3 separate regions of the Mus musculus genome follow, and regions 1 and 3 are each linked to region 2. The links are chromatin contacts, called in public Hi-C and HiChIP or PLAC-seq maps. All regions are on one chromosome and are shown on one strand. Each heading gives the region's core, a stretch centred on a gene start, on an enhancer-like site or on the middle of the called end of the contact. The rest is flanking DNA. Distances are from core to core; before and after follow the strand shown.

The links. Hi-C and Micro-C count contacts between places; a contact is called where the count stands out from the background. HiChIP or PLAC-seq counts read pairs in DNA pulled down with a chosen protein or histone mark.
Region 1: a contact with region 2 is called in a Hi-C map of nephron progenitors, with 1.9 times the contacts expected there. The contact joins two enhancer-like sites. A contact is called at or near these places in 1 of 15 datasets of contacts at CTCF or cohesin (the NIH/3T3 cell line), 6 of 484 Hi-C or Micro-C datasets (the N1E-115 cell line, bone marrow-derived macrophages, cerebral cortex and 2 more), 10 of 115 datasets of contacts at active chromatin or transcription factors (bone marrow-derived macrophages, craniofacial prominence, embryonic basal ganglia and 5 more) and 4 of 9 other capture datasets (adipose tissue, embryonic stem cells, liver and 1 more).
Region 3: a contact with region 2 is called in an H3K4me3 HiChIP or PLAC-seq map of craniofacial prominence, with 2.7 times the contacts expected there. The contact joins two enhancer-like sites. A contact is called at or near these places in 2 of 15 datasets of contacts at CTCF or cohesin (the NIH/3T3 cell line and large pre-B cells), 12 of 484 Hi-C or Micro-C datasets (B cells, CD4 T cells, bone marrow-derived macrophages and 6 more), 11 of 115 datasets of contacts at active chromatin or transcription factors (bone marrow-derived macrophages, a colorectal cancer cell line, craniofacial prominence and 5 more) and 1 of 9 other capture datasets (embryonic stem cells).

What each region holds. Positions count from the first base shown.
Region 1 is chr15:25,668,974-25,671,673 of GRCm38.p6, forward strand. The region is part of intron 2 of Myo10 (myosin X); the gene reads left to right. Among named protein-coding and RNA genes, the nearest start is that of Myo10, 48 kb to the left of the region's middle. Within about 2 kb of position 1,253, at least 17 of the 459 cell types and tissues checked have an H3K27ac peak or open chromatin away from gene starts, as enhancers often do. A contact at or near this core is called in nephron progenitors, where this site is marked.
Region 2 is chr15:25,444,355-25,447,054 of GRCm38.p6, forward strand. The region is part of intron 1 of Gm48957 (predicted gene, 48957); the gene reads left to right. Among named protein-coding and RNA genes, the nearest start is that of Gm48957, 32 kb to the left of the region's middle. Within about 2 kb of position 1,422, at least 47 of the 459 cell types and tissues checked have an H3K27ac peak or open chromatin away from gene starts, as enhancers often do. A contact at or near this core is called in craniofacial prominence and nephron progenitors, where this site is marked.
Region 3 is chr15:25,602,096-25,604,795 of GRCm38.p6, forward strand. No RefSeq gene overlaps it. Among named protein-coding and RNA genes, the nearest start is that of Myo10, 19 kb to the right of the region's middle. Within about 2 kb of position 1,371, at least 11 of the 459 cell types and tissues checked have an H3K27ac peak or open chromatin away from gene starts, as enhancers often do. A contact at or near this core is called in craniofacial prominence, where this site is marked.

The sequences.
Region 1 (2,700 bases), core at 3-2,502, 220 kb after region 2:
TTTGTCTTTTCAAGAGCCCGCAGGTGTACTGACAGTCACCAGGCACCCTCCAGGGAATTGAGAAGTACATTCTAAATTAGATTTTTCACTTGAGGAGATGGAAATATTTTATCTGTTTAGAGAAAATATTCTGTTTAGAGAATGCGTAATTTCATGGCTTTCAACTAGCCTACAGTGTATCAGCTTACCTAACTGTATGTTAAGGCGAGGTGGTTTGATTCACTTCAGTCAACTTCATCAAAGCGATGGCTCTGTGCGAGGGTTGCGGTGATTTTCTGTCTGCTTTCTCTTTATTCTGGGTCTCCTAATATTTACTGGCTAGGAGTCTAATCAGCAGAAACCCTATAAGCCCCTGCCCTCTTCCATCTCTTCTGTCTCTTTCTGACAAGTGTAATTAGATTGGCTTTCACAGGCTATCTCACGTTAATAACCCTTCAGTAAAAGCCATTAGGTTCTTTGGAGTTGTCTCTATCCCCTGACAAAGACTTCTTCCAGTCACACTAATTACTAATAATCCCACCTCCCACTGAACCAGCTCTAACCTGATTTTGTCTGACCTTCTAGTTTGACCTGTTGTAGTTAATGCCGTGGACCTAATTCTGCGAAACATATGAATGAGCTAATTAGTGTAGTGACTTTCCATTTAAGGTTGTTTTGATTCTTTTTTGTCTTTGCTCTCTTCCACCCTAGCTACTTCTTTGTTGCCCGCCCCTCCTGACACATTCTCTTGACTTCCTCTCGTTTACAAATGTTTTATGTCCTTTGTACATCTTGTGAACATGGGTAGCTTTGGGCCACTTAGTCCTGCTGCTCCACAAAATAAGTGTCTGAGCACATTCCTGGCTCCCGGAGAGATCTCACCAGGCCTGTTGAATGCTGGACCTGAACAGTGGAGCAGCCCAGACTCTGTCCTATAGCAAAGCTAGCCCTGCAAGTCACTGGGAACTGGACAACTAGAACTCAGTGGTCAGAAGTCAGAAGGGACTGTGCAGGCCGTTGACACTTAAGCTGAGCTATCATCTCTCAAGCTCAGGAACGCCCGTGCGGTTGACTGCCAGGAGACTGCATTCTAGACTTCACTTGCTGGGGCGGCTGTCTGGCAAGGCAGCTGTCATGGTAGAGTCTGCAGCACGAGAGGATGCGATGTCATGGACCGACTTCTTTTATTGCTGGGATGGGAAGTAGGGAGCGGCAGCTGGTATGTCATCGTCCTCCCCACCCAACCCCCACCCCACTTCTAGGTAGCCTGACAAGAACTGCTAGGTATTGAATTGTGGGGTGTGGGGGGGGGGGGAGGCTTGCCAGGAAATAGCCTGACTTAAGAAGCTGGAGGAAAAGGAGTTTATGAACCACATCTGTGCTATCAAAGTGAAATTGTAAATTGTATCATTAGGATGCCATGACTGGAAAACCCAAATGCTGAGATTGAGAAGTAAGCTTCTAGTGATCTCATCTAGCTCAGCTGGAGTTCCCTGGCTTATGTATAGTTTTAAAATTGTGTGTGTGTGTGTGTTGTACACTCCACATGGAGGACAGAAGACAACATCAAGTGTTGTATGTCAGAAGCCATACACTTCATTTGAGGCCGAGAACGCTTGTTGGTCAGTAACTGCCAAGTAGCGTGGGCAGACAGGACAATGACCCCATGGCTCGATCTGGCTTTGCCTCTCCAGTTCCGGCTTACAAGGACCCCCCACCACATCTGTCTGATTTTGCTTGGTTCTGGGGGTGGAACTCAGGTCTTGGTGATGGTAAAGCAAGGATGCTGTGCCCCGAGCTGTCTCCTCAGGAGTTAGTTTGCTTTCCTGCGTATGTATTTTCTGGCCCTTCCTCCCTTGTTTTTAAATGCTCGCCACCCTGTATGGAGAGGGAAACATTTTCAGTTATATCAAGGACGGCTTTCCTATTTCTTACTCAAGAGGAACAGAACAGAGCGTCAGTTGCAGGTTAGCTCTGTGTAACCCTTCAGGTCTTGGAGGTCCTTGGACTGAAGCTGTGGCTTCCAATGGAAGCACCCCGTGGATTCGGTTAAACCATGTGCAATGCAATTGCTCAGTGTAGGGGTCAAAAGGACTTGCACACCAGTGGATTTGTGATTCAGCCTAATACCACGAAATGGCTCCTTGTTTTCCTTGCTCTTTTAGATTATTGATCTGTGTATGATTTAAAGATAAGATTTTTTTTTTTTTTGGCTAGCTTACAGTGACATTCACCAAAATAAAAGGGTGGGTTTGTTTGTTTGTTTGTTTTGCTTTATTTTCATTTGTTTTGCATTCCAGCTGGGAGGCAAAGCTTAGCCCTGACCCTGTACAGCCTGTAGGTCTGTAGCACAGCCTGCCTGTATATCATTGTCGCTAGCAGCTACAAACCTGCCTTGCACCTTTTCTAGTGGGTGGCTGGCTGAAGGGTGTGCCATGATTACAGTGTCCAAGTGTAAGCTGGGAGGAAAATGAACGGATGCATGTTGAGGTTTTTCTTTTCGGACTGGAACTCGACCTGTCTTCTGTTCTGTGTCTTTGGTGTGTGTGTGTGTTTTTTTTTTTTTTTGGCGTGTTTCTTTATGTGTTTATATGTGCTACGTGAAACATCCCGTTCTAACCGCGCTTAGTGGCCGTCTCACACACGTCGTGGTGCAGCCCTCTTCACTACATCTGTCTAAAACTTTTAACATCTGAAGCAAAACTTTGGGCCTGGTAGTAA
Region 2 (2,700 bases), core at 172-2,671:
TCTCATGTAACGGAGTAATTGCTGGAAGCGTAACCACAGAATAGACGTATCACTCAGGCGAGATGAATCACAGACGCATCACAGTTGATCTCAGTGACAGCAAAGTCCCTGACAAGACAGATGATGCAGGATGAGGTCACAGGAAGATAGGATGCAAGGGATGGGACACAAGTCCCCCCAGGAGAGAGAAGGGACGAGATAAGAAGCCACTGTGTCTGGAGTTAGGAAGTTGTTAGAGTAGAAGCGAGCTTCGTGTTCCTGGAGTAAGGAAGGCAGGAACTCTCATGAGACACAGTTGACTTGGGAGTCAGATGACGTCAGCACAGGTAAAGACTCTTGCCACTAAGCCTGACAACTTGAGTTTGATCCCCAGAACCTGCTTAAAGGAAAGGAAGGGGAAGATTCCTGGACGTTCTCCGCATGACCACCATAAGCACAATTGCATCAACGTGCGCACACACATACACACACACTGACATATAAACGCTAAGGAATTGTAAAGATGGGTGTGACAATGGTGAATTAAGGGAGGCCAGCAGATGTGATAACAGTCAGCTCTGCTTGACCATTATCACACATGTGCCTTCCCATGTAATCCTCCAAATGCTGTCATGTAAAAGTCCCCGAGAACCGCATTTCAGGGAAGAGCCAGCAAGCCTAAAAACATTAAGGAAATAATGAAAGTCACACAAAGTCAAAATTGGAGCTCAAGTCTCAGCGATGGTAGCCAGAGTACTTAGTGTGAGAGCGCGCGCACGCGCACACACACACACACACACACACACACACACATACACACCTTAATTGAATTGGAGGTGAGAAGAACTAGTCACCTGAATCGCACACATAGCAAGGGTGAAGCGATTCAAGGAAAATCACAAGGCATCAAAGATTCAACAGAGTATATACACTGCTCCAAACCAGGAGCATAACAGACAGGAAGTGACCACGGACAGTTGATATAACGCACATACCCAACCAAGTGGAGGAAAGTGGGTCAAGGAAAAGTAAGAGGGTCCTCAGAAGGAACTTCAAGGAGAATGGGGACAGAGAAGGGGTTACTCCCCAGGAGACAAAGACCAATGGCTCAGGAGCAAGAGTGCCAGGCATCCCAAGGGAGACCCAGGGAGAGCTGCAGGGTGAGTGGCAGCTGCGGAATGGGAATGGCAGGAACTCTGGGGCTTCTCAGGGAGGGCAGGAATGTGCAGGCCTGGGACAACTCACCAGCCCTCAGGGTCCCTCAAGAGTCCTGCTGTTTCCCTCTCTCTGGAGATGTCAGGACACTGCCTCACTCCGGGGCCAGTGGGTGGGTACCAAGGTAGAGGAGGAATGTAGGGGCCACCGACTGGGGAAGAAGGAAGGACCAGGACCGCTGATCCCCTACTGCTGGTGGCCAGGAGCTGCCAAAACACAGGAGAATTAGCTGCTCTAGGAGGCTTACCCGGGTGCGGGCAGGAGAGGTAAATAATCCTGCCTAGAGTGCATTCCTCTATTCCCTGGAAACCCCAAGCAGAACAGTTTGCTGGGATTAGGTTAAACATGCGGCTTATTCGGAATGCATAGGACAAGACGCTCCCGCAAAGGGCAAGGAATTAGAAACGTCCAAAAGCCTCCAACCGTATCCACAGCCCCTGGGTAAGGAAGTAAGTACAGGGCAGCCACGTGATCTCAGGATCCCGGCTTTCAACCCGCTCCTCTGTCTCCTGACCGACCTTCTCTTTGCTCGGATTTCTAATTGAGAGCCACTCACTCACTCACTCACTTACTCACTCACAGATTTTCCCCATCAGCTTATTATATTCCCGCCACGCCTGGCCCCTGCTAGGCTGGGATATGGTAAACCAGTGCGTGAGACTGGTTCGAAGGTTCTAGGGGAAGACTGGAAAAGTATCTCCAAGAAAAAGGCTTTTTAATTAGAGGCCATTCCGCTATCAGTTCTCCTGGGTGGCCCCTTAGAGCTGAGAACAGCCATGCACTGTTAGCGCCACTAACGCTGTAATAAATTGATCCTTTCTCTTGCATGTCCTTTGCCTTTTTTTTTTTTTTTTTTTTTTTTGGTGGGGGGTGTAGTCTTTCTTTCCAGAACATCCTTGCCTCGGGTTTAAAAAGGAGAAGGTATTTTTGAGGGAAATGAAGCAAAGATTTTTTTTCCCCAAATAAGCAATCTGAATAAATTTGGAGGGGGGGTCCCTCCTATCAGGTGGCTCTGTGTAACTGAGTGGGGTTCCAGAGTTGTAAGATGGCTTTGACCTCGAAGAATAGCAGTAGGTCATTTCCTATCTCTATGTAAGACACAGGTCCATGCTAGCTTTCATAGGGAGTGCAGTTCACCTTGAGCCACTACAGCAGACTTATGACCCTGACGAATTGTTTTTTTATGATTATTGAAAATGTCAAGCTCATGCAACAGAATGAAGGAGACTGCGGTAGTGTCTGCGTCTGGTGTCCAGTTTCAACAGCCAGCAACATCCGCTCAGTGTGATAACTGTATTTAGTAGATGTGGAAAGGAAGAAAGTGATGAAAGAGAAGGAGAAAGAAAAGAAGGAGAGCAGCTAGGGAGGAGAGGAGAGGACGGGAGGGGAGGGGAGGGGGGAGGGAAGGGGGAGGGAGAGGGAGGGGGAGGGGAGGGGGAGAGGGAGAGGAGAGGAGAGGAGAGGAGAGGAGAGGAGAGGAGAGGAGAGGAGAGGAGAGGAGAGGAG
Region 3 (2,700 bases), core at 121-2,620, 160 kb after region 2:
CACAAGGATTGGGACAGTTGGCTCCACCACTAATCCTTGGTGTCCTCATCTCTGCTATGGGATAGTTACAGGATCACATTCCACTGTCGTTGAAAAGATCAGAGACTGTCCAAGCATAAGTAAGGGCTCAATAAATATAATCACAACAAATAAGCATTCCTCTTTTTTTTTCTTTTGTAGGCTATGGTGACAGTCAATAGCACATGGGAAAGGCTTGCTACTGTTAATGTAAAATGAGCGAAAGATGAAGAGCTGAGCCCGCCCCAGATGTTGCTCACCTCCTGATAACATGGTAGCAAATTCCTGGAGTGAGTGCTCACCTCTGTGGTCTTTCTCCATAACAAGCGGCTTTGATTCAACAACTCAGGTCGTAAAGGTCAGACACGTTTCAGTTTTATTTGTAAAGCTCACCTGAATATTTCCGTTGATTGGAGATTAAGAATAGCAGATGTGAGAGATCTAGGGAATGGCACCTTTCCCTGTAACTCACTCTCCCTTGGGAGAACCTGGTTTTAAAAGTAAAGGCATACTCGGGATTCCAAAAAGAAGGGGGTAGGGCGGACTTCACAGTCACTAGTCAGGCTACTTTGGCAATAGAATACCTTTAAACAACATGAACTTTTAGAAATCTGACAAGGAGTGCAGAACTACTATTTCTGATTTTTGGTGGGCTTGCTTAAATGTCCATAAAAGATTGATGTTAAGCCGTCTAAAAGCATCTGCCCTGGTCATCGAGTTTATTTTTGTTTTATTGATCAGTTAACCCAAATAAAATCTTTGCAGGTGCCCACAAGACTGACGTTTATGCTGATTTGGGGGTAGAAACATATATGTAATCTTTCCTGCCTAATAGCATCGATGATAGAGTGCCTGTTATTATTTTCACTTACGGATCACCGACTTCACTTTCTGGTTCTTTAGGTTTGCTGGGAATGAAGCCCAGTGTGCTGGCTCTCTCTCTCTCTCTCTCTCTCTCTCTCTCTCTCTCTCTCTCTTTCTGTCTCCATCTCCATGTCTGCCTCTCTCTGTCTCTCTCTCTCTTTCTGTCTCCATCTCCATGTCTGTCTCTCTCTGTCTCTCTCTGTCTCCATCTCCGTCTCTCTCTTCTCTTCTCTTCTCTCTCTCCATCTCCCTCTCTCTCTCTCTCTCCATCTCCCCCCCCCTCTCCCTTTCTCCCTCCCCCTCCCCCTCCCCCTCTGTGGGCTATCTGTCCTTCATTTGTTAAGAGAGCGCCCAGACAGGACATAATGAACGCCTGGCTCTCCCCGCTCTTTCATCTTCATACTTATTCTCTGAAGTGCATTCCTTCACGGAATCTCGGTCAGCTCCACCCTTCCTAAAATAACAGTGTGAGGCTGTGAGGTCCACCTCCACCCTCCCCTGTGACCCTAATTGCACATAAGCCTGCTGCTGTTGAATCTGAGAAGTCAGGGCTGTCAAGGCTGTCTACATAATTTATGGGAACCAGTGCAAGATGAAAATGCCTGATCCCATTGCTCCAAACATGAGGGAAAACACTACCACTCAGAGTACAAAATGGGGAGTTCTCTTTCCTCCCCATCCCTCCCTCCCATGGTCATGCGTTTTTTATTTGTTCTTTTGTCACTATGAGTAAAGAAAGAAACCGAACTTCAAATTCCTAGCAAAGACTTTGCTATTGATCTGTATATTGCATGATGCCAGTTTTAGAGTGCTTAGCCTGGTAGAATTCCCACAGTCAATTCTTTGAACATGCATCATGACTTTCTTATTCTTCTAAGGACAATGAAACACTGCCCAAAACCCACTCAGCCATTCCTGTTCTATTTCTTTTTTGGTTGTTGTTTGTTTGTTTGCTTGCTTGCTTTTGAGACATTCTCCCTATATAGCCTTAGCCTACCCAGGAACTCACTATTAGACCAGGCTGGTCTCGAACTCACTGAAATCCTGACTGCCTCTGCCTCCCTCATGCTGGGATTAGAGGAGCTTGTCCACACACCCCGTGTAATCCCTCCTTTTCTTAGCACACATTTTTCTTGCCCGGGATCAAGGCGAGAAAATATACATGGCCCATTTTCCCTGTCTTCTCATACCATCATTTCCAACACTTGCTATTAGCTAACACATGAAAATAATCAAGGGCTTGGTTGGCTCCTTTGGTTCTTTGAATTTCTTTCTTTTTAAATTATTATTCATTTTATGTGCATGGGTGTTTTGCCTGTGTGTTTGTGTGTGTGTGTGTGTGTGTGTGTGTGTGTGTGTGTGTGTGTATGTATGCACTATGTGCATGCAGTGCCTGTGAAGGCCAGAAGAGGGCGCTGGATCCCCTGCAACTGGGGTTACTAATCACTGTGGGTCTCCATGTGGGCTCTCTGGCTCTTAGCTACTGAGCCATCTCTCCAGGCACCTTTGAATTTCCTAAAATGCCAATAATGAGGCTGGAGAGATGACTCAGCAGTTAAGAGTACATCTTATTCTTGCAGGGGACCTGAGTTCACCTCTACCCTTGCTACACACATAACTTTTTCAAATGTTGTTACTTCCTTCTAGATTAAAGACAGATTTGGTTTGAATAGAGGGGCAGCCTCTTGGGGTACTGAGGGGGCCTTCTTTATTCCATTGTAAACATAGCATGCTTACTTCCCTGAATGCTATGCATCTCAGGTCCACTAGACCACACACGCATGACAGGTAGATCATACATCTATTAAAATTATGTCT